4 separate regions of the Zea mays genome follow, and regions 2, 3 and 4 are each linked to region 1. Evidence: chromatin contacts called from public Hi-C data. All regions are on one chromosome and are shown on one strand. Each heading gives the region's core, a stretch centred on a gene start, on an enhancer-like site or on the middle of the called end of the contact. The rest is flanking DNA. Distances are from core to core; before and after follow the strand shown.

Region 1 (4,990 bases), core at 732-3,231:
GTAAAAAAGTCAAAAAAATATAAATTAGGACAAGTAGAGTATATATTAATATATAGTAGTGCTAAAGCATCTGGACCTAGGGTTGGTTTGAGCATCTCTACTTCCGCCGTGTAGGCTATCGAAGGCATCATCAAGAAGTTACAGCAGCTCCACCTGAACTTACGTCCCTCAAGTGCACACGTTCACCTTTTGTTGGATTCACGAGTGCTAATACTACCTCCGTTCTTAAATATATGATGATATTGACTTTTTTTTAGAAATTTTGACTATTTATCTATTAGAAAAAATGTGAATTATTATTTATTTTGTCACTTAAATTTGTTTGAGCACGACTTAAAATTTTATATTTTAGAATAAATATTTCAAATAAGACGAGTGATCAAAGGTTTCATAAATAATCAACAACGTCTATATATTTAAGAACGGAGAGTAGTTAGGAAGCCAATTGACCGTAGGTATTAATTATGACTAGCTAATTTTTAATAAGGTATATTTTAAATCCATCTGTTAGCAGGTAGGTTTAGGGTTTTTTATTTGGCGTTGCTTAGTTTAAAATCCAATAACGAATGGAGTGAGTAGCTGTATAGTTTGTTAGAGGTGTATATGAACAATTAGCTCTTATTAGCACCTCTCCACCGTTGACGAACTAATTTTTAACACATCCACTTGCTAATAGTTAATTAGCTATCTCATTTGAATCCTTAATTATTAGATAGGGCCCTGGAATCTGTGATAACAGCATCATGTGGTCTGGTTGTGTGTACAAATTACATCATTTTGCTTCCCATGGAACTTAAAATGTGTTGATGGGGAATTGGGTGGAGGTACACCACACCAGTACGCCGGAAGGACAGTACATCACCTAAGATTGTCTTCAGTAGGTGACACAAAACTATAGATGATACTGTTTGTAGAGTGGAGCTTGAAATAATGAATGAGATAGATGATTGGATAAGGGATCTGCCGGAGATAAAGACATGTTCGATTGCGGGCGTATTGGAGGGGATTAAATCCCTCCCTATTCAAAAGGGATTTTAATCCCCTCCAATTCCCTCAATTCACCCCTAACCGAACAAGGCCTAAACAGGGAATTGACAATGTGCAAATGAACCGATATAGTACTACTAGTCAAACCCTATGGAAAGACAAAGCTTCGGGGTGTTTGGTTTCTAGAGACTAATTTTTAGCCCCTAAATTATCAAACACAGTGACTAAAAGAGGAATTATCTTTATTTTAGTTCACGTGTTTAACAATTTCAGGATAAAAAGGATGGACTAAAAGTTAGTCCCTAGAAACCAAACATCATTTGCATATGTTACATTAGGCTCTAGAAATGCAGAATGCTAAGGTGGCATTTGATTCGTTGAAATGGAACACAAACCGTTTACATGAGGTAATGGATATCAATATTTTGTTTGGTTGAGCTCTTTATAATAGTATTAGGTACTACTATCTAATCCAATTATAATTAGTAACTACTATTGCCGTTAAGAGCTTTCATTACCATTTCCTTAGCAACATATGAACTAAACAACACCTAATAGTCTCCAGTTCCACAACCGTTGTCCTGGACACATTCAGACACTCACTGTCACCAACCGCAGCCACGGAAACGCAGGCAGCGGGATGGCAGGCTGGCAGCTCTGATCAGTGCTCAGCTCAGCTCGATGGGGAGGAGGAATGGAAGACGTGCCACCACACAGCCGCTGATATTGGGGTTGGTAAACGACGTTGACGTGGCGCCCCCGTCCCAGTCAACGAACAACAGCCCCAGCCCAGCCTCTCTCTCCCTCCCTCTCTCACCAACCCCGTACCATAGCTCTCCTACCCCACCTCCCCCTCTTGGCCACTTCCAGCCGGGCCCCATCAGTCATCACCTCGAGGCCCCACTCACCAACTCCCCAACTCCCTGTCCTCCCCTGCTCGTATATAACTCGGCACCAGCCGGTCCTCTGCCCTCCAGGAGATCAGAGCCCCGGCGAGGTCGCACCGCACCAGCCATCGTCTCCTTCCTTCCTTCCTATACTACCATCCAACCAGCTGCCCAGCGCAACGTTACCTGCCCGACATCCGACAAGCCAGTCCATCCGGCAGCGAGCAAAGGTCTGAGATGGGTTCCGTAGACGCGGCGATCGCGGTGCCGGTGCCGGCGGCGGAGGAGAAGGCGGTGGAGGAGAAGGCGGTGGTGTTCCGGTCCAAGCTCCCCGACATCGAGATCGACAGCAGCATGGCGCTGCACACCTACTGCTTCGGGAAGATGGGTGAGGTGGCGGAGCGGGCGTGCCTGGTCGACGGGCTGACGGGCGCGTCGTACACGTACGCGGAGGTGGAGTCCCTGTCCCGGCGCGCCGCGTCGGGGCTGCGCGCCATGGGGGTGGGCAAGGGCGACGTGGTGATGAGCCTGCTCCGCAACTGCCCCGAGTTCGCCTTCACCTTCCTGGGCGCCGCCCGCCTGGGCGCCGCCACCACCACGGCCAACCCGTTCTACACCCCGCACGAGGTGCACCGCCAGGCGGAGGCGGCCGGCGCCCGGCTCATCGTGACCGAGGCCTGCGCCGTGGAGAAGGTGCGGGAGTTCGCGGCGGAGCGGGGCATCCCCGTGGTCACCGTCGACGGGCGCTTCGACGGCTGCGTGGAGTTCGCCGAGCTGATCGCGGCCGAGGAGCTGGAGGCCGACGCCGACATCCACCCCGACGACGTCGTCGCGCTGCCCTACTCCTCCGGCACCACCGGGCTGCCCAAGGGCGTCATGCTCACCCACCGCAGCCTCATCACCAGCGTCGCGCAGCAGGTACGTACCGTGGCCGGTGCTACTCCTTCCTCTCGCTATCGCTGCCGCCTTGGTCGCCGTCGCCGTCGCCGCCGCCGTGGCCACGGTGACATCACATCCCCATCCCCGATCCCTCTCCATGTGGGGACAAGCTGGTTGGCCCCACCTTTGCCGAGGAACATTCGTTCCAGCGTTGCGGGCTCATAAATAATGGCGTGCACTGCATTCACCCGGCGCTGGGTGCGCTGAGGCCGCAGCTTCCTCGATTTGTTCGGATGCGGCTGGTCCACCTCACCCACTGTCTCCACCGAACAAGTAGTAGTAGTCAACCGGACAGCCGCTTCGAGATTCGTGCCGAGACGATGCCTGTCCTTCGCATTCGAACTGTGTGTTGATACATGCTGAAACTGTGGGAGTGTCTGGCTGCTGATGAATATGAAGGTTGATGGCGAGAACCCGAACCTGTACTTCCGCAAGGACGACGTGGTGCTGTGCCTGCTGCCGCTGTTCCACATCTACTCGCTGAACTCGGTGCTGCTGGCCGGCCTGCGCGCGGGCTCCACCATCGTGATCATGCGCAAGTTCGACCTGGGCGCGCTGGTGGACCTGGTGCGCAGGTACGTGATCACCATCGCGCCCTTCGTGCCGCCCATCGTGGTGGAGATCGCCAAGAGCCCCCGCGTGACCGCCGGCGACCTCGCGTCCATCCGCATGGTCATGTCCGGCGCCGCGCCCATGGGCAAGGAGCTCCAGGACGCCTTCATGGCCAAGATTCCCAATGCCGTGCTCGGGCAGGTACGTCCGTCGTCGTCGTCCGAAGCTTTTTCGGTTTTCCTGATGACACGCGTTCCATTCCGTTCCCATTCCGACCAATGCAATGCAATGCAACAGGGGTACGGGATGACGGAGGCAGGCCCCGTGCTGGCGATGTGCCTGGCCTTCGCCAAGGAGCCGTACCCGGTCAAGTCCGGGTCGTGCGGCACCGTGGTGCGGAACGCGGAGCTGAAGATCGTCGACCCCGACACCGGCGCCGCCCTCGGCCGGAACCAGCCCGGCGAGATCTGCATCCGCGGGGAGCAGATCATGAAAGGTGCGCCGCACACCGCCCCAGCCGTTGACTTGTCATCTCATTTCTTTGCAGTTGCAGCTGTAGGCTGTATAGCGCTCGTGTTCGCAAAATATGGCCATCTATCCTTCGAATTCGAAGCATCACTTTCACATGCCATTAGCGCCACCAGCCAACCAAGCTGCGGGCACGCCACGCCTCTGACGCCGTCCTGGCGCTTGAGGCGACCTCGGCGCACTGCCACGTGGGCCAATGTGGTGCTCGTGCGCGCGTGCACCGCCACGCGGGGCCCCGCGTGGCTTGGGTACAGGTTGGTGACATGGACAAAATTTCCTGTTGGTCCGAGTACTTTGGCTGCAAAGAATCCGTTTGGTCCCTGCGGTTAGGGCCACGCAGCGACACACAGTCGCCTGATCGAACGCCTTTTTCCAAACCGACAGACAGTGAAATGGTGATTTGTCGTTTTCGCCATCGTCAATACGAGGGACCATCGGCATCGTCTGCAAAATCAAGAACGGCGAGCTAGAAAACTCGTGGCGTGCTCGGTCGTGTTAGCGCCAGTTTATTCGTAGCTGGAGACTTTGCAGGAGGGATCTGTTAGTGGCGGCCTGGCCTGGTCCAAGTTCCACCATGGTTAGCTGGACAGAGGAATCCATTCCCCGCACGCCACACGTTTCGCGTTCTCTGCTCCGCAGCCGCCAGCCGCGCGTGGTAGTTGGCCATTCGGGCGACCATGGCACTCCCTCTTTTTTTATTGGCAAAAACAAAAAAGAGTCATGTGGCCACCACGCCGCATGATTGAGTGGTACTGCTAGCTAGCAGGGAAGTCAAAAGTTTTGGTGAAGAAAGATGGACGCTCGTGGCCATGGCGGCGGGTTATGAACGTTCACGTCCATCGCCTCGCCTGTGCCAGGACCAGCCAGAGAGCTTGCTTCCCCGGTAGACTTCCAACGGCAGTTGGTTAGGTTTTTAGGTCCACCTAACACGAGTAGAGTAGCTGGCACTACCTGGCGTGGGAGCGCGAGGGCAGAGTCGGTGTCGCTGCAGAGTCATGATCATTTCCGTCCGTCGTGCTCCCGTCCGACGACATAGCAACCACGAAAGCGAGGACCTGAAACTGAAACGCTAGCAGATGTTCGGTGCACCGTCGCCG
Region 2 (4,990 bases), core at 1,784-4,283, 510 kb before region 1:
GGTGAATGTCGGGAGAAAAGACAGGGAGTGAAGTCAGTGACTGACCGATCCCTAGAATTTTGCCTGGGCCTGGAATGGGCCCGAAAGCTGCCTTCTCTTAATCCCGTCAGCATGCCTATGCCCAGAAAACTGAAACTAATTGTCTCGTTAAAACGTATCCTCCCAGCCTCCCAGGGTACGCCGTACTTTTTTCAGCTACACTGTTCATAGGTATACATGTATAATTGTATATTCACATCTATAAACAATTAACACATGTAGCTAAACTCTATTTTTATAAACAATGAACCGAATTAACCCTTGTATCAAATAGAATGTTAGGATTGGGATGGAGGGTGCCCGGCAGGGATGAAAACATATACTTATTTGAATATTATCATCATCATTATTATTATAGATTGTGAATAAATAGGATATTCACATTCTTGTTTTTACCATAAACTTCAAATTTATCATATATTTTCTCAAATGATAGATATAGAATTCGGATCAAGATAAAGATTTGGTTATTTTTCACTCTTTTATTGTAAGGAGTAAATAATACATAAAACGATTTATACAAAATTTTGTTCTTATTTATAATAATGTGCTTGATAATATATTATATATAGGTATTATATTTCTTAAAACACTTTGGATATCCACCCTCATTCTAGATGCCTCGAAAGTCTCCTTGATGACTAAGAACTATCATTTGGTTGATACAAGGTTCGACGCATAAGATCCACGTCTGAAGCATGGACGTATCAATAATTCAATATGGACACCCATGGTACGCAGGATGGAAACAAGCATACTGCATACATACGTATCCTTATCATTCTCATGAAACATCAATTTGCATCAGCTAAATCTTTCTCCCTAACCTTCCCATACAAGTTCGATCGGCAGATCTCCTGCAAACCGCGTGTAAAAAAAAACTAACGTGCGCCAGCATTCGAACCATTCGCATACATAAACCGATACGTGCGCCAGCATTTCAAACGAACGCTAGGATCATAGGTTGAACTGCGTGCCAGCTAGGGGCTAAATCTGCCGACTGCCGTACGGAGCCTCGATACTCTCCAAAGTGGGAGTGGATTAAGCACATGCACGCAACTTGCAAATAGATCGAGAGGCCTTTCCAATTATAGCATAATACTACATCGATCAATCGAAACAGATGCTAAGCATCTCTTCCTGACCCAAAATTACACGGTACTACGTACTATTAGTAGAACTGGTCGCCCCAGCAAACAAACGCAGCAGCAGTACACGCTAGCCTGCTAATTTAACCATGGCTAGCCCAAAACGGCATGTGATCGCCAACTAGGAGCTCGCCGCTCCAGCAAACACGTAGGCGCGCATGCAGCATGGCTCGCACGCGCGCCGGCCCAATCCGTGAAAACATGGGGCACGCGACGCGCGCGGCAACACTCACACGGCACGCGTCATCAGAATGTGGGCACGACGCCGTAGCCGGCGGCGAAGTCGAGCACGTAGCGGTACGATGGCTGCGGCTGCGGCTGCGGCTGCGACCGCGCCGGCGGAGCCGGCGCGGCAGCCTCGTCGAGGTCGGCGTCGGCGTCGTTGTCATCCGCGCGCTTGGCGAAGCGGCCCTTGATGCGCGGCCGCGACTCCGCGTAGGCCTTCCGGGACGCATAGCGGATCGTCTTCTCGAACCGCCGGTTTTTCCGTTTCTCGCGGTAACGCATCAGCCGCGCCTCCCTGCTCTCCGTGGCCGTCGCCGGCGTCGGCGTCGCGAGCCTGCCCGCCATGACCCCGTCACTGCGCTCCGGCACGGCGCCCACGTCCAAAGACGACAGCTGGACATTACCAGAAAACCAAGTTCAGATCGGTGCACCCTCCATGCATGCACTTACGTGCTCTTCGCGTTTTGATCGCAAAGCAAAGCAGACTGTTCTGTAGCTGGGACTGGGAGCGCAGAGCACATGGCCTTACGCTGTGGGTAGGAGTTGCAGCGTAAGGCAGGTACGCCGCCTTGGACTGCGCGAAGTCGAGCTCGATGACGCCGCCGGTCACGCTCCCACCGCGGCCGCACATCACGTCTGGGACCAGGCCGACCTCCGACGACGAGCCCTGCTCGACCAAAACCAAAGGAAGATTAGGAATAGAAAAACAATAATCACGAGCACGGTGACAGAACCACTTCACTAAAAAGGCACGCTTACGCTGTGGCCCAGCGACGCCGCCGTGTAGGAGCTGTAGGACGGCTGCTTGGCGGCGACGGCGACGCCGCCACCAAAGTCGAAGTCCACAGCGGCGCCGCAGTTGGATCCATCGTTCGGCACGACGCTGTCGGCGTGCGGGAACCTGGCGAAGTCTTGGGCGAGGAACGGGTCGACCACGTCGTCCGCGAACAGGAGGTCCAGCTTACTGGCGTCGACGACGACCTTGGCCGCGTCGCCGCCGTCCTTCCCTTCCGCGGCAAGGCCGAACAGCAGCGCCGCCTTCTCCGCGGCGGGATCAGCGGCGGCGCCGATGGGCTGCACGGGGACGCGCTCGTGGCGGCGCGCCAGCGGGTTGGCGTCGTGGATGTCGGCGTCGCACGCGGCGCAGAGCGCGGCGGCGTCGGCGCGGCACGTCACGGCGGCCGGCGCGCACTCGCACACCTCGCAGACCCACACCCGCTCGTGCCCCGCCCGCGCGTGCCCCGCGTCGCACCCCCCGCACAGGTACGCGCCGCCCGGGCACGTCCGGCAGTGCGCCGCCGCCGGCGATCCGCCGCACGCCCCGCACCGCCGTCCCCCCAGACCCCAGTACCTCCCCACCAGGGCCTCCATCGAGCGTGACGACGATCTCCTCGGTCGCTCCCAGCCGGCAGCCGTGAAAACCGTGTGGGTGGCACCTACTACCACTGCTTTCTTGCTTGCTTGCTACTAATGGCAGGGATTAGCAGGAAAGCTTGCGAAGCTGGGGCAAGCTGCGACTATTCCTTGCTTTATAGGGGAAGGAAGGAGAAGTGGAGAAGAAGCAGCAGCAGCAGTCGCAGCCGCGCGCGCCCGCTGTCGCGCGGGTGGGCGCGCTTGTCGAAGGCGGAGGCCGGAGGAGAGAGAGAGTAGATAGTACCGGTAGGTGGGGCATGGGCGGCGACGGTGACGTGGGCTTGGGGACACGTGGGCCGTCGCGGGCCAAGCGAAAACACGAGAAATGTTGATCTCGTGGATTTTTGGGTGGCGAGGGCCCACGTGCCGATGCCGGGTCATGGGAGCCGTGGGGCCCGCACGAGCTATCATCCCTGGTCTTGGCCGCCAGTGATTAGTACTAGGTCATTAGGGCATGTACAGTGGTGTTTAATATGGGGGCTCTTAAGGTGTTTTAGGGGGTTATTTGCAAAAAAATCTTAGAGTCGTCTCTCCGTGAAGAGACGCCTCTGGCTCGTAAACCAAGTAACAACAGACGCCTTACTTCCCACTGTACGAGTTTGTCGTCTGTTCTATCGATCTGATGCTATACAAATACATTTAATTCTGTATTTATTAATAAACTACGTTTATAGACACTCCATTGTACAATAGAGTCTCTTAGTTGTCTCCTGTACTTGGAGAACCGTTTTGGTGTCTCTCCACTGTACATGCCCTTAGACGGCAAGGGTCCGGATAATTGCTGTACGGATACGCTGTTTAATCATAGCATCCCTGCCGCTTAATCGCGACTTTAAGCCTAGTAGTTTATTTAAGCTTATGACACGAGCTAATGAACTGATAACCTAGCTAAAATACTTGACCAACGTAATTTGCGTGAGTCTGAGTCCGTAAACGATAAGATCGAGCGGGGAGAAGAAGATATTACGACGTACGAAAGCGGCAACTCTGACGCGACGACAGCATCACCACGCGGTTAACCTCGAGAGAGGCGCTAAGAGACAAGGTCTAGCTTTATGGTGAGCTGTTGACGTGGTCGTTTTGGCCGGCGGCCAGTATGTCAGCTACTAGCCACCGCCCGCGTTGGCAATCAAACCCACTTGGGACTCTGAAACAAAATTCTAGGTGGGACGCCACTATAAAAAAACAAATTATGATAACTAAATCACTAGATAAAAATAGCTTCATAATAATAACGAGATTAAGTGATAGTATTAGGAGCGTTCTAAAATGATATGAATATCAGAAAACCTTTTTAGCCACCCTATGGGAAAAGCGGAGACAGAGGGAAAGGGTTGGCCCAACAAGGGGCGAGGGGAGAGCTCCGGGGTGAAGCGACCGCATCGACGCATCGCTGTGGCAAGTCTGCCTCGAGATGGCGACGATGAGGGGGCAAGATATGAGGGGCAGCGAGGGCAAGCGAAGGTAGGCGGTGACAAGCGACAACATTTGTTGCATTGCAACGACGTGGTGGGACCCTGGTGACTTAGTGAGCGCAAATGGTGGTGGCACCCTGGTGCCAAGGCAAGATCCCACCAATAGCATGTATGTCAGTTGATGCGGACTAGGATGTAAAGTAGTGACACTGTGTGTGGGATCACGACAACGCGATGAACTGACGAGTGGCGAGATGACAAGGTGACACTGGTAGTGGACGAGTTTGGTCACTCACTACCATTCCACTCATGACTGAAGGAGCGATCGAGCAACGAGTAGCTAGCCATTAGGGGAAGAAATCGAACGACTTGGATGGAGAGCGGGTTGAGCAATGGACTATCGAGAAAAAGTTAGAACAAAACTAGGTTTCTTTAGATTTGGTTGTACCTACTACATAAAAGTTTTTTTTTATTTTGATGTATATCTATAGATAGCCAATAAGTCGAGGCATGCGCGCCCAGCACCCATCTCGCTATTTGGGCCCGATCCGAGCCCGGTATGGCCCGGTTCAATGCGGGCCCGGGCCTCGTCCGGCACGGGCAGCGTGTCGGGCTCGTTCCAAGTTTTTGGCCCGTCCGGCTAGCTCGAGCACGACCCATTTCTAAACAGGCTAGAACTCGGTCGTTTAATAAGACAAACATTAAAAAAATAGTTCTATTTTTTATTTAAAGTCTATCATTTTTTGTGAA
Region 3 (4,990 bases), core at 1,466-3,965, 500 kb after region 1:
GTTGGTTAGATAATCTCCTTATCTTTCCAACCATATCAAGTTCGTTGTAATTGGAGTCCGGACACATCTTGGGCGTCCATTTTAGTGCAGACTGGTCCTGGAACCCGAGATGGAGTTTGCAGCCGAGTCAGACTTGATCTCCTTCCTGTTGTGGCGCCCTTGCTGCTCCTCCTCAACACCTATGCCTTTAGCAAGTCCTTGCTGGTCCTCTCCAAGGTTCCTAATCATCAAAACATCCATGGCCCCAAGCGTAAGCTCTGAAACACAATTGACTAGGGTAGAACGTGCCTGGAGATTTAGCTGTCGTGCACACGATCGTGTTATTGGTCCATTCATTGTATGTATAGAAGTGATGTCCTCATCAGTTTGTGATGGACATCAAACACCAAAATTGATTATAGGAAATGATTAAGCCCATTTACCTTTCAGTGTGAGAGGCTCCAACTTGTGGAGATTCCTCACAAAACACTATTCATGATATAAGGAAGAACAATGGTACTCAAGTTTGATTTTTGGATCACTTAAGAGGGGTTGAGTGCAACCATCGTCCATTAGGATGCCACAACATGGAGTAGGCAAGCATATTACGCTTGATCAAACCACGAATGTTCTTGGAGTTCAAGATCTATTGGGTCAGCTCTTGCATAGTTAGGGCACAGTACTGCTAGGAGCCCCATGAGATCAGTGGAGCGAATCCAACCATGAAGAAGTGGATATGCAGAAAGGGAATCAGCTTCACTGCGAACTTCTAGAGATTACAATTTAGTTGGTTAGTGAAACAAAGACAACACGTAACACCACTCATTGTTGGAAACATAAGGTGTCTGAGATCACCAAAAGTTGGTGTGGCAAACTTAAGCATATGGAAGTAGATGTCATAGAGAACCTTGTTGTTGAGCATCGTGCACTTAACTGTGTTTTAACGAGCTGGTGAACAAAGAGCATGACGTTGTAGGGCTCCACGGTAGTATTAGACACCTTGAGTGACAAAAAAGACAGGGAGTGTTAACATCATTAGATCCGGATACTCCTCCCTGAATTGCTTGTTGACATGAATCATAATATCAGACATGAATCATAACATTAGACAGAACTGCTTTGTTGTTATCTGAGTTCAAATATTGTTCATTTTCAGGGAAAGGGACTATGGGGCAGTGCTAGAACACCCACCTAAGGATTTGGAGATTGCAATAGTGCAAGCGGAGCGTAATGATCGATGGGTCCCTAATGATGTTCAAAGGCTAAAAGCATTAACTATGACATAGTTCAAGCCTAATGTAGAAAAAGTGTCACTTCTCGTTCTCCCCAACTCTGGTTTGTTTGTGCTGTGAGTAGTATATTGTTTTTATTTATATTTCACTAGATTTGTACAAAACTCAATGTTGAGTATATGCTCACACTTTTTGGTGATGGTGTAAGGTGTTGAACAATGATATTCTTAAATTGAACAAAATGGTGTAAGGTATGTTCCTCTTTCGGGCTTCTCGCCTAACAAATAGACCTTGAGAAATCACTCCCAACACGACAGGAAGCCACATATAAAAAAGGGGACAAACAACATATAAAAAAGGGTCAGGCTCCTTATGTCTTATATGTTCTAACATTAACGAAACCACACATAATTTATGTACTAAATCTACATGTTTCTATGTCTTATATGTTCTAACATTAATAGCTTTCCTTTCTCTATAGCCTGTTTATTTTTATTTTATAGCTTTTGAATTATCCTTGCACAATTTTATTTAAGGGAGAGAACAAGAGAAGGAGAGGTGGAACAGGAACCGACTCGGCGTTGTGTCGAGGAAGAGGAGATTGTGTGGGAGCTAGAGGGTGAGCACAATGAGTGGCACCACTATCGTAACCCATCAAGTACGAACTCAGTGCTCTCTTGTATAGTGGAAGTTTGACCAAATGGATTGACATAGAAGTTAAATGGGAGCGAAGGAGCCAAAGTCGCTTGAGCTGCGTCGTGTCACCGTGTTGAGGAAGAGGAGATTGTGAGGGAGCTAGAGCGCGAGCACAACGAGTAGCACCACTATCGCGACCCGTCAAGTATGAATTCATGAACTCTAATGTATAATGGATTGAATATTGAATAGTTACTCATAAAATATGATTGTGTACTGTAACAACACACAAACCTATACCAATTGTTTAAATATACTAGTCATATATCCGTGCATTGCTACGGTTTTTATATATAACACAGGATAAATTTTGTTTTAAGAAATCACAAAATATATGTTTTCTATTGATTTGGTGGGTGTGAATGTGGAGCCAACAACCAAGGTTCAAACACTTAATTATACATAATTTCATCTTATTTTTTTACATAAGCTGCCCTATTATAGTAGTAGAGAAGAGATATTAGGAGTGTGGGTTGATTCTAAAGAAATGTAGAGTTTTTTTTTGAAAAATATTGATACGGGACGACCGTTGAAACTGGTGCTTTAATATAATAGAGATAGAGATAGATCGAGTTGATTCTAAAGAAATATATGTTTTTTTGAAAAATATTGACGTGAGATATGAAACTGGTGCTTTAATAATGTAAAGATAAAAAGTGGAGACACAGAAGAGAGGAGAGAGAAGAGATAGGTAACCGTATCAAATGGGACACATTAGAGCCACTTGACATGTGGTCCATCTTGCATCCTATACTCTTTTATTTTTTATTTCTTTTCTCCCCTTTGTCGGTTCTTCCACTTCCCGAATCCCGATCCATCCGCATAGCACTGAGGGCGGCGGCCGCTTCCTCTCCTCCGCGGCCGAGGTCGCTCCCCCGCCCGCCGCCTCTTGCCCGCGGCCGATCTCTTCCCTCCGCTCGCAGCGTCGCAGCCCGTAACGAGACCGCGCTCGGTTGAGCACCACCTGGGGCCCAGCGCCCCAGCGTCCTCGTGACCACCTCGGCGCGGCATCCGCCCTCTGCAGCCCCGGTGTCTCCGCGACCGGCTCCGGTGCGTCCGGAACGCAGCTCCACAGGTGGATCTCCGTCCGCACAGCGCCACGATCCTCTCTCTCCTTACCACGCCAACAGCTCGTCCCTCTCGGTCCCTCTCCGTCTGCTTGACTCTGCTCCAGCCTCAGGCCGGCCTTCGCCTCTAAAAGTTTCATTACATACCCAGCTTGTAGCTGTATGCTGCAACCCTAGTCTGCGTTGTCTTCTCAAACCTTAACGTAATTCGTAGGTAAAACCGTGCGCCCAAACCCTAACATCCTATTCGTAAGCATATCTGAATCTGATTATAAGTTTATATGTATGTATTATGCCTGCTAACTTAGATTGCTTTGCAAAAAAATATTGGGTGTACAACACCCATGTATTTTACTGGGTCTGCCCATGTATTATCAATTATCCATAAATTAGTGGAGTTCTCAAACAAAATGTAGAAACCTTTACTTGCCATATATGATATCAATACCAAACTGCTCTATATATATTTCATGTTTAGATGCATAGATTATCCACTTATTTTCTCTGTTGAACTTTACTAAATTCCTGCTACCTTGAATTACAGGAGCATCATTATTTATAGAATACGATCTACTTTATAGCTGATGACAATGTCTGCTTCTACTGCTGCAATTCGTACTGCGAATACAAATGGAAACCATGCAGTAAGTTCGGATTCACATTCTAGCCAAGATGCTAGGCAGCGAACAGCTGGTATTACAAAAAGAAAAGCATTGCCTTCGATTCTTCAAAAAATTCCTAGCAATGATCTGAGTCATACTATCCGAGGAGAATCAGTTCTTCAAAAGTCAAATTATTCTTCTGAAGGAAGAAAAGATGTGGTTGCTTCAGCAACTGCTGAACGCCAAAACAAAAACACTACAAATGTGGTTGCTTCAGCAGCTGCTGTACGCCAAAAGAAAAGCCCTACTAAACAAGAAAACGCCAACTGGGTAACTGCCTTAAGTGTGCTGGTGAAGCTGTGTCTTCTTATTTCAGCTACTGCTTGGATGGGGCAGGTGTTCTGGAGATGGCAAAGTGGTGAATTATCATTTACAACACTGGATATGGAGAACAGGCTATCCAGGGTGGAAGGGTTCAAGAAGACAGCCAAGATGCTTCAGCTACAGTTGGATGTTTTGGATAAAAAGCTAGAAAATGAGATTGACAAAGCAAAAGGGGTCATTGCTAAGCAATTTGAGGATAAGGGTAATAAGATAGAGAAAAAGATGAAGATTTTGGAAGACAAAACTGACAAGTTGGACAAGTCACTGGCTGAGCTTAGTGACATGGGATTTCTTTCTAAAAATGAGTTTGAGGAGATTTTGAGCCAGTTGAAGAAAAAGAAGGGATTCGGTGGTACAGATGATGAAATAAGCTTGGATGATATAAGGCTATATGCCAAAGATGTGGTTGAGATGGAGATAGCAAGGCATTCCGCAGATGGCCTTGGTATGGTGGATTATGCATTGGGATCTGGTGGTGCTAAAGTGGTAAGTCACTCAGAGCCTTTCATGAATGGCAAGAACTATTTACCTGGTCGCAGCAATGTGCACACAACAGCCCAAAAGATGCTGGAGCCAAGTTTTGGGCAGCCAGGAGAGTGTTTTGCAGTGAAAGGAAGTAGTGGGTTTGTGAAGGTGAAGCTAAGAACAGCAATAATTCCTGAAGCCGTCACTCTAGAACATGTTGACAAGGTAAGGTTATTGTGCTATACACTAATATGTAGACGACTAAACAAGTATCTATTGCTATTTATTTCAAACTTTTGTATCTAACTAATTTATATAATTGAATCATTAGGTATTTTCATCTCAAAATGTTCTTGTAGCAAACATATATCCCACCGAAGTCGGTGTGTAGGATTTTTTTTTCTAAAGACGCAGAAGTGCTCCGTATCATTTCATTAAGGAAAAAGTACAAACAACATAGAGGGGCCAAGGGCCAGCACCGAAAACTCCCAATTACAGCCGCGCCAGGCACACACTAGGGAAACGACCAAAAAAAGAAGCAACATACTTAGGTGCTCAGCCCCCA
Region 4 (4,990 bases), core at 847-3,346, 320 kb before region 1:
TTTACAAAGTGTTACAAGTAAGAAGATTAAGAAAATTTTAGTACAACCTCGGCATGGGTAATTCTGACCGAGGGGAAGTGTTAGAAGGAGTAACATAGTTTGTTAGAAATCAATCTTGGTTTGACTGTAGTCTATCTCTAACAGAGTTGTAAACGACCAAGACATTATCTATGATAGAGTTGTAAATGTCCAAGATTTTTACATAGATTTTTAACTATGATAGCCTTTTTATCTAGAAACGAATTTTCCAACTCCATCACAGATTTTTACATATGATATTCTCTATTACGAAGAAAACCACTTACATATCTCAATATCATAAAATTGCACTCGATATTATAGGATTATATCTCTAAATGCAAGAAGATGGTATTTTTAGCTATACAAAAACATAGTACAATGCTAGGAAATCATTCTATTTCTTAATCAAAATAATAATTACCTCATTTATCTAGGTGGCATACAATACATGTGTGTATAAGCGTATTATCTTTGTGAGAATTTTTTTTAGAATAACAATAAACATTTCCCTTTCATTTTTAAAAGAGGACCTCCCCATTTCTATTATATTCATAACAGGAAATACAACTAAGTTTTGGATGTACCCGCCAACATAGACAGATACATCAGAGACTTATGGCAAATCATAGAAACTAGACGAGGATAACATTTTTCCCAGTGGCATTCACCTGATTCAGGTTTACCCACCAGAACATGGACCTTCCCAATCACATACAAAGTTTAAGTTGGAGAACCAATCATCAGACACAAAGTTTGAACTAAAACTCATTCAACACCATGACAAAGTGCGCCGAGTAACATCTATCCAATCGATACATGTAGCCTACCGAAAATGGTGCCGCCATTGAATCACTCGTCCTGTGTTGGATTACCATCATCATCATCAGTGTTGACAACACCTTCAATCAGATTATCCACTTTTGCATTTGCAACATGAACCAACAACCTAGCTCCCTCTTGAAGCAAATCCTGAAGCTCTTTCTTGCTTAATCCTGTCCAGTAAGTGATCAATGAACAAGCGGGTCAAATAATATCATTAGGTGAATTAATCAATACATTTTCAAAACACATTCTATTCCTTGCTTCCCAGATGTCTCAACATATGGCTGATACACCAACAGATACGAACATGTACATATGGCATATTTTTTCCAAGACACAACCAATAATGATCAATATTCATAGATATATATTTTGACTTGATGCAATTAGATACCTTTCCCAGATCACTCTATCAGTGAAAAATAGATTCCTAGCACGAACAACAATATGACCATTTCCCTATAATGAAACATGAAGCGTCAATTTAGAAAAAGAACTTGTTATTTTCTCATTTTCACTCACAAGCTTAGGCCCCATTTGGGATGCGGGGTTTCTCCGGTTTTCAGTGTTTTTACTGTGAAAATAAAATGATTCTTATAAAATTTCTGTATGTTTTCTCAGAAATTCCTGCATTCCAAAGAAGGTTTTAGACCGAGTTTGTTAACTATAGATTCTGGTGATCAGACGAATTTTATGTGATATAGATCCAAACGTTCTATTTTATCTGTCTTGGATAATGTGCCTTAAGAAAGATTATAATTATTAATCTTCTCTCAAATGTTCTTGGATAGAGTGCCCTGTTCAAATTCTAAAAAACGGCCGGCCCTATTCACGTGTTTATTATGCTCTTCAGCCTGCTCCATATGGCGGTAATCGTTGTCTCCTTTCCTCCTGCCCCCGCCAGAAGATCACGCCGTTCGTGGACCGGTCGCGGCGCCGGGCGCCCGCTCCGCCGCGCTATCCTGCCCTTGCGATATTTGCGTGCGCCGAGACCACGTCAGCCAACCAGATAACGACGTCACTGTCACTGTGGGGGCCCGCAATGTGCTGCTTCCGCTTTTTCGTTTCGCCCCGCGCCGCCACTATACCCGTTCACACACCGTATATACGTCGGGTGGGACCTGCGTAAAAATCCATGTCCGGGCCCAATGCCAGTGATCGATTTGCGATGGACGAGTCGATGGCCGGGTGCGAAGTGTCGGGCAGTAATGTATACTATAGTATATAGGTTCATTTCCCCTACCACACATCGAACTGTGTGCGCGGTCGGTCGCTTCCCTTCCCTTTTGTCCGCGATCTGGGCTGGCCCTCGTGGCCTCGTCCCGTCTCCGATTCCGGCGTCCGAACCAGGTGAGCGACCTCTCCAGTCTCCCACCCCCCGTCTCAACTACTTCTTCGCACGCGCCGAATTGTAGAGGCCTAGAGGGGCGGAATCTGACGCGAGTTTCATTGGATTCGGTGCAGATTCGCCCGGGCCTTCGTGCCAGCGATGAAGGAGAAGCGTGGGCTCGAGGACGCCGGCGGGGGCGCCGGCGACGGACGTCCTGATGCCAAGAGGTCGCGGCCTCCGGCACTGGCCAGGTGAGGAATTCTCGGGGTTCCGCTTTTGTGCGTGTTTAGCTTCGTGATGTGCTTTCTGTTTGACAAGCTGTGGAATTAGTTGCACGAATGGGGAAAACGCCGAACGCTATTGGGAGCTTTGTGACTTCAGTATTATATACTATTCGGAAATTTGGGCCTGGATTACGTTTCAGCTTATCTGTTGTGGTAGTGAGTACCTGTGGAAATGGTCCCGTTTGTTTTTTTTCGTGTTTCCTTTGTCTTGGGTGAGCTGAACTCGAGCTGATATCATCTTCAGTAGCTACCGGTGACTGGTCTGTGCTAACATCAACGTTTAAGCTAGGGTTTGGTGTAGGTTGTTGGAGAATTGGCTGGAATGATGGCAAACTGGTTGGCTGGACCGTAGAATTTGGAAGAAATATTGATCTTGGTGTTAGTTTTTTTATGTAACAGTCTCAACTCATGAAAGCATGTACCCTAGCATGGAATATTCATAGTGCCACCTTGTCCAAAATGGAAAGTATTTGTACCGTTAACATCGACCTAATGTTCCGTTAGTTGGACACGAGTAATAATGCTTTGGCCGTTGGGGTTTCGGTAAATCAGGTAATGCCCCTGTTTATTTCAAAGTTGAAGTAACCGCTGTCGAATGTGTGTTACCAGATAAGCAAAGGAATCGAGCCCAGCTTGGTTCGTTAAGGGTGTAGTTCAGTGGCTGCATGCTCAGCCCACTCAAGTTCAATTCGACAATTCCTTTTCAATACAGATTTGGGTACCTGTTTAAAGTCACTTAATTTCTCCAAGTTTGGTCTACGTTTCTAGGAGTATCTAAAGATCTCAAGTGAAATTAGAGCATGGTAGCCTATGCAAACATACAGTGTTGATGGATATGAGTCTAGATTGATTCAGGGACACATGAATTATTGTAAAGCCGTAAGTAGGAATAGAGTTATCAATCTAATAACCAGTGTTATAATTCAGTTGCATATACGATATACCTGTATTCTCTTTGCAAATGCACGTTATGAACATGTACCGTTCTCATGTTTTTGAGACTTGCTGAATCACCTACTAATAGGTTTAGTGAATACCTTTGTTGTTTGGATTTGAGTTCGAATTCAGATTGCCACACAATCAGATTAAGAAAATATAGTTGTTGCACATTTTCTTCTGATAGCACAAAGAACCGAATTTCATTACTTCACATCAACAATGTTACATCAAGTTTAAGAGGTACAACTACGCAGCTAGCAACTAAACAAGAAAAATACCAACACACCTTAGCACAAAGGGCTTAATACGCGGCATGCCCAATCCTGAAACGTTCAAAACACCTCTGAACTATTATAAAACGCCAAAAACAGCTCCAACACCAATGAATCATAACATGAAAATGCTACAGGCACGTTCCATGTCCCCTCAGAAGGAAAACACAGCTCACAGGCGTTACTGATCATTGTTGGCCACCGTTTTAAGTAGTGATTCCTTCACGCACATCCAATCTTCCTTCCATAGTTGCTGCACTTGTATGTATAAAGATTTTGTGTTGCTGACAGAATTGGCTCTCTTGCTTGTTTGGCGTTTTATTTTAACGTATTAATAACAAAATAATGACCTATCACATTCTAGTTGTAAATAATCTCTCTATCTACCCTGCAGTGTTATTGTTGAAGCTTTAAAGATGGATAGTCTGCAGAGGCTCTGCTCATCACTGGAACCAATTCTTCGTAGAGTAGTAAGAACATTATGTAGAAACTATTCATCAAGCACAAATGCATCATTCCTTTTGGCTCTGACTTTGTTCTTTATTTACTTGATAGGTCAGTGAAGAAGTGGAGCGCGCACTGGGCAGACTTGGCCCTGCAACAATCGGGGGAAGGTATGCATGTAAATTCACAAATTATCCTTTCTCTTACTCAATTCAACACTGTAGTAGTGACTGGCACTGGCAGTAGTTGCTTCATCAAAATGACCTATTCATGGAGCCTATTTAGGAATAAAGTATTTTCCTTCACTTGCCATTCTGGGTAGATTGCAATCCAAATAAGGAAGCATGTTGGTACTAACAATTTTCCCCTCTTTTTAATTATAACAGGTCTTCCCCAAAGCGAATTGAAGGTCCAGATGGAAGAGCTCTGCAACTCCAATTCCGGACAAGGCTGTCACTTCCCCTTTTCACCGGAGGAAAAGTTGAAGGGGAGCAGGGAGCTGCAATTCATGTTGTTTTGCTTGATGCTGGCACTGGTGGTGTTGTATCATCTGGACCAGAGTCGTCTGCCAAACTTGACATTGTTGTTCTCGAAGGTGATTTCAACAATGAAGATGAGGAGGGCTGGACAGGGGAAGAGTTTGACAGCCATGTTGTGAAAGAGCGCGAGGGAAAACGGCCTATTTTAACCGGCGATCTACAAGTCACACTAAAAGAAGGTGTCGGGACAATTGGGGAGCTTACGTTCACAGATAACTCTAGCTGGATAAGGAGTAGGAAGTTCAGGCTTGGCTTGAAGCTTGCCTCAGGATTTTGTGAGGGTGTTCGCATTCGTGAAGCAAAAACGGAAGCCTTCATGGTTAAGGACCATAGAGGAGA

The links. A called contact is a pair of places that touch in the nucleus more often than the background predicts.
Region 2: a Hi-C map of leaf mesophyll shows a contact between it and region 1, with 5 times the contacts expected there. The contact joins the promoter of LOC103626702 here to the promoter of LOC542166 in region 1. A contact is called at or near these places in 7 of 25 Hi-C or Micro-C datasets (bundle sheath, ear, endosperm and 4 more).
Region 3: a contact with region 1 is called in a Hi-C map of tassel, with 2.6 times the contacts expected there. The contact joins the promoter of LOC100283381 here to the promoter of LOC542166 in region 1. A contact is called at or near these places in 3 of 25 Hi-C or Micro-C datasets (ear, leaf and tassel).
Region 4: a contact with region 1 is called in a Hi-C map of tassel, with 2.4 times the contacts expected there. The contact joins the promoter of LOC100283672 here to the promoter of LOC542166 in region 1. A contact is called at or near these places in 6 of 25 Hi-C or Micro-C datasets (bundle sheath, ear, endosperm and 3 more).

The regions. Positions count from the first base shown.
Region 1 is chr5:91,222,134-91,227,123 of Zm-B73-REFERENCE-NAM-5.0, reverse strand. It overlaps LOC542166 (4-coumarate--CoA ligase 1), which reads left to right and starts at 1,981. Exons shown (of 6, transcript NM_001111788.2): 1 at 1,981-2,792; 2 at 3,213-3,566; 3 at 3,663-3,861. The coding sequence starts at 2,112.
Region 2 is chr5:91,730,129-91,735,118 of Zm-B73-REFERENCE-NAM-5.0, reverse strand. LOC103626702 (zinc finger protein CONSTANS-LIKE 3) reads right to left here and starts at 3,033. Exons shown (of 3, transcript XM_008647090.2): 1 at 2,172-3,033; 2 at 1,942-2,079; 3 at 1,100-1,805. The coding sequence starts at 2,783. The coding sequence ends at 1,434. It also overlaps a transcript of dsy2 not described here.
Region 3 is chr5:90,725,569-90,730,558 of Zm-B73-REFERENCE-NAM-5.0, reverse strand. It overlaps LOC100283381, which reads left to right and starts at 2,715. Exons shown (of 3, transcript NM_001156282.2): 1 at 2,715-2,982; 2 at 3,519-4,650. The coding sequence starts at 3,559.
Region 4 is chr5:91,537,451-91,542,440 of Zm-B73-REFERENCE-NAM-5.0, reverse strand. LOC100283672 (calmodulin binding protein) reads left to right here and starts at 2,096. Exons shown (of 9, transcript NM_001156573.3): 1 at 2,096-2,193; 2 at 2,308-2,424; 3 at 4,063-4,138; 4 at 4,224-4,282; 5 at 4,499-4,990. The coding sequence starts at 2,333.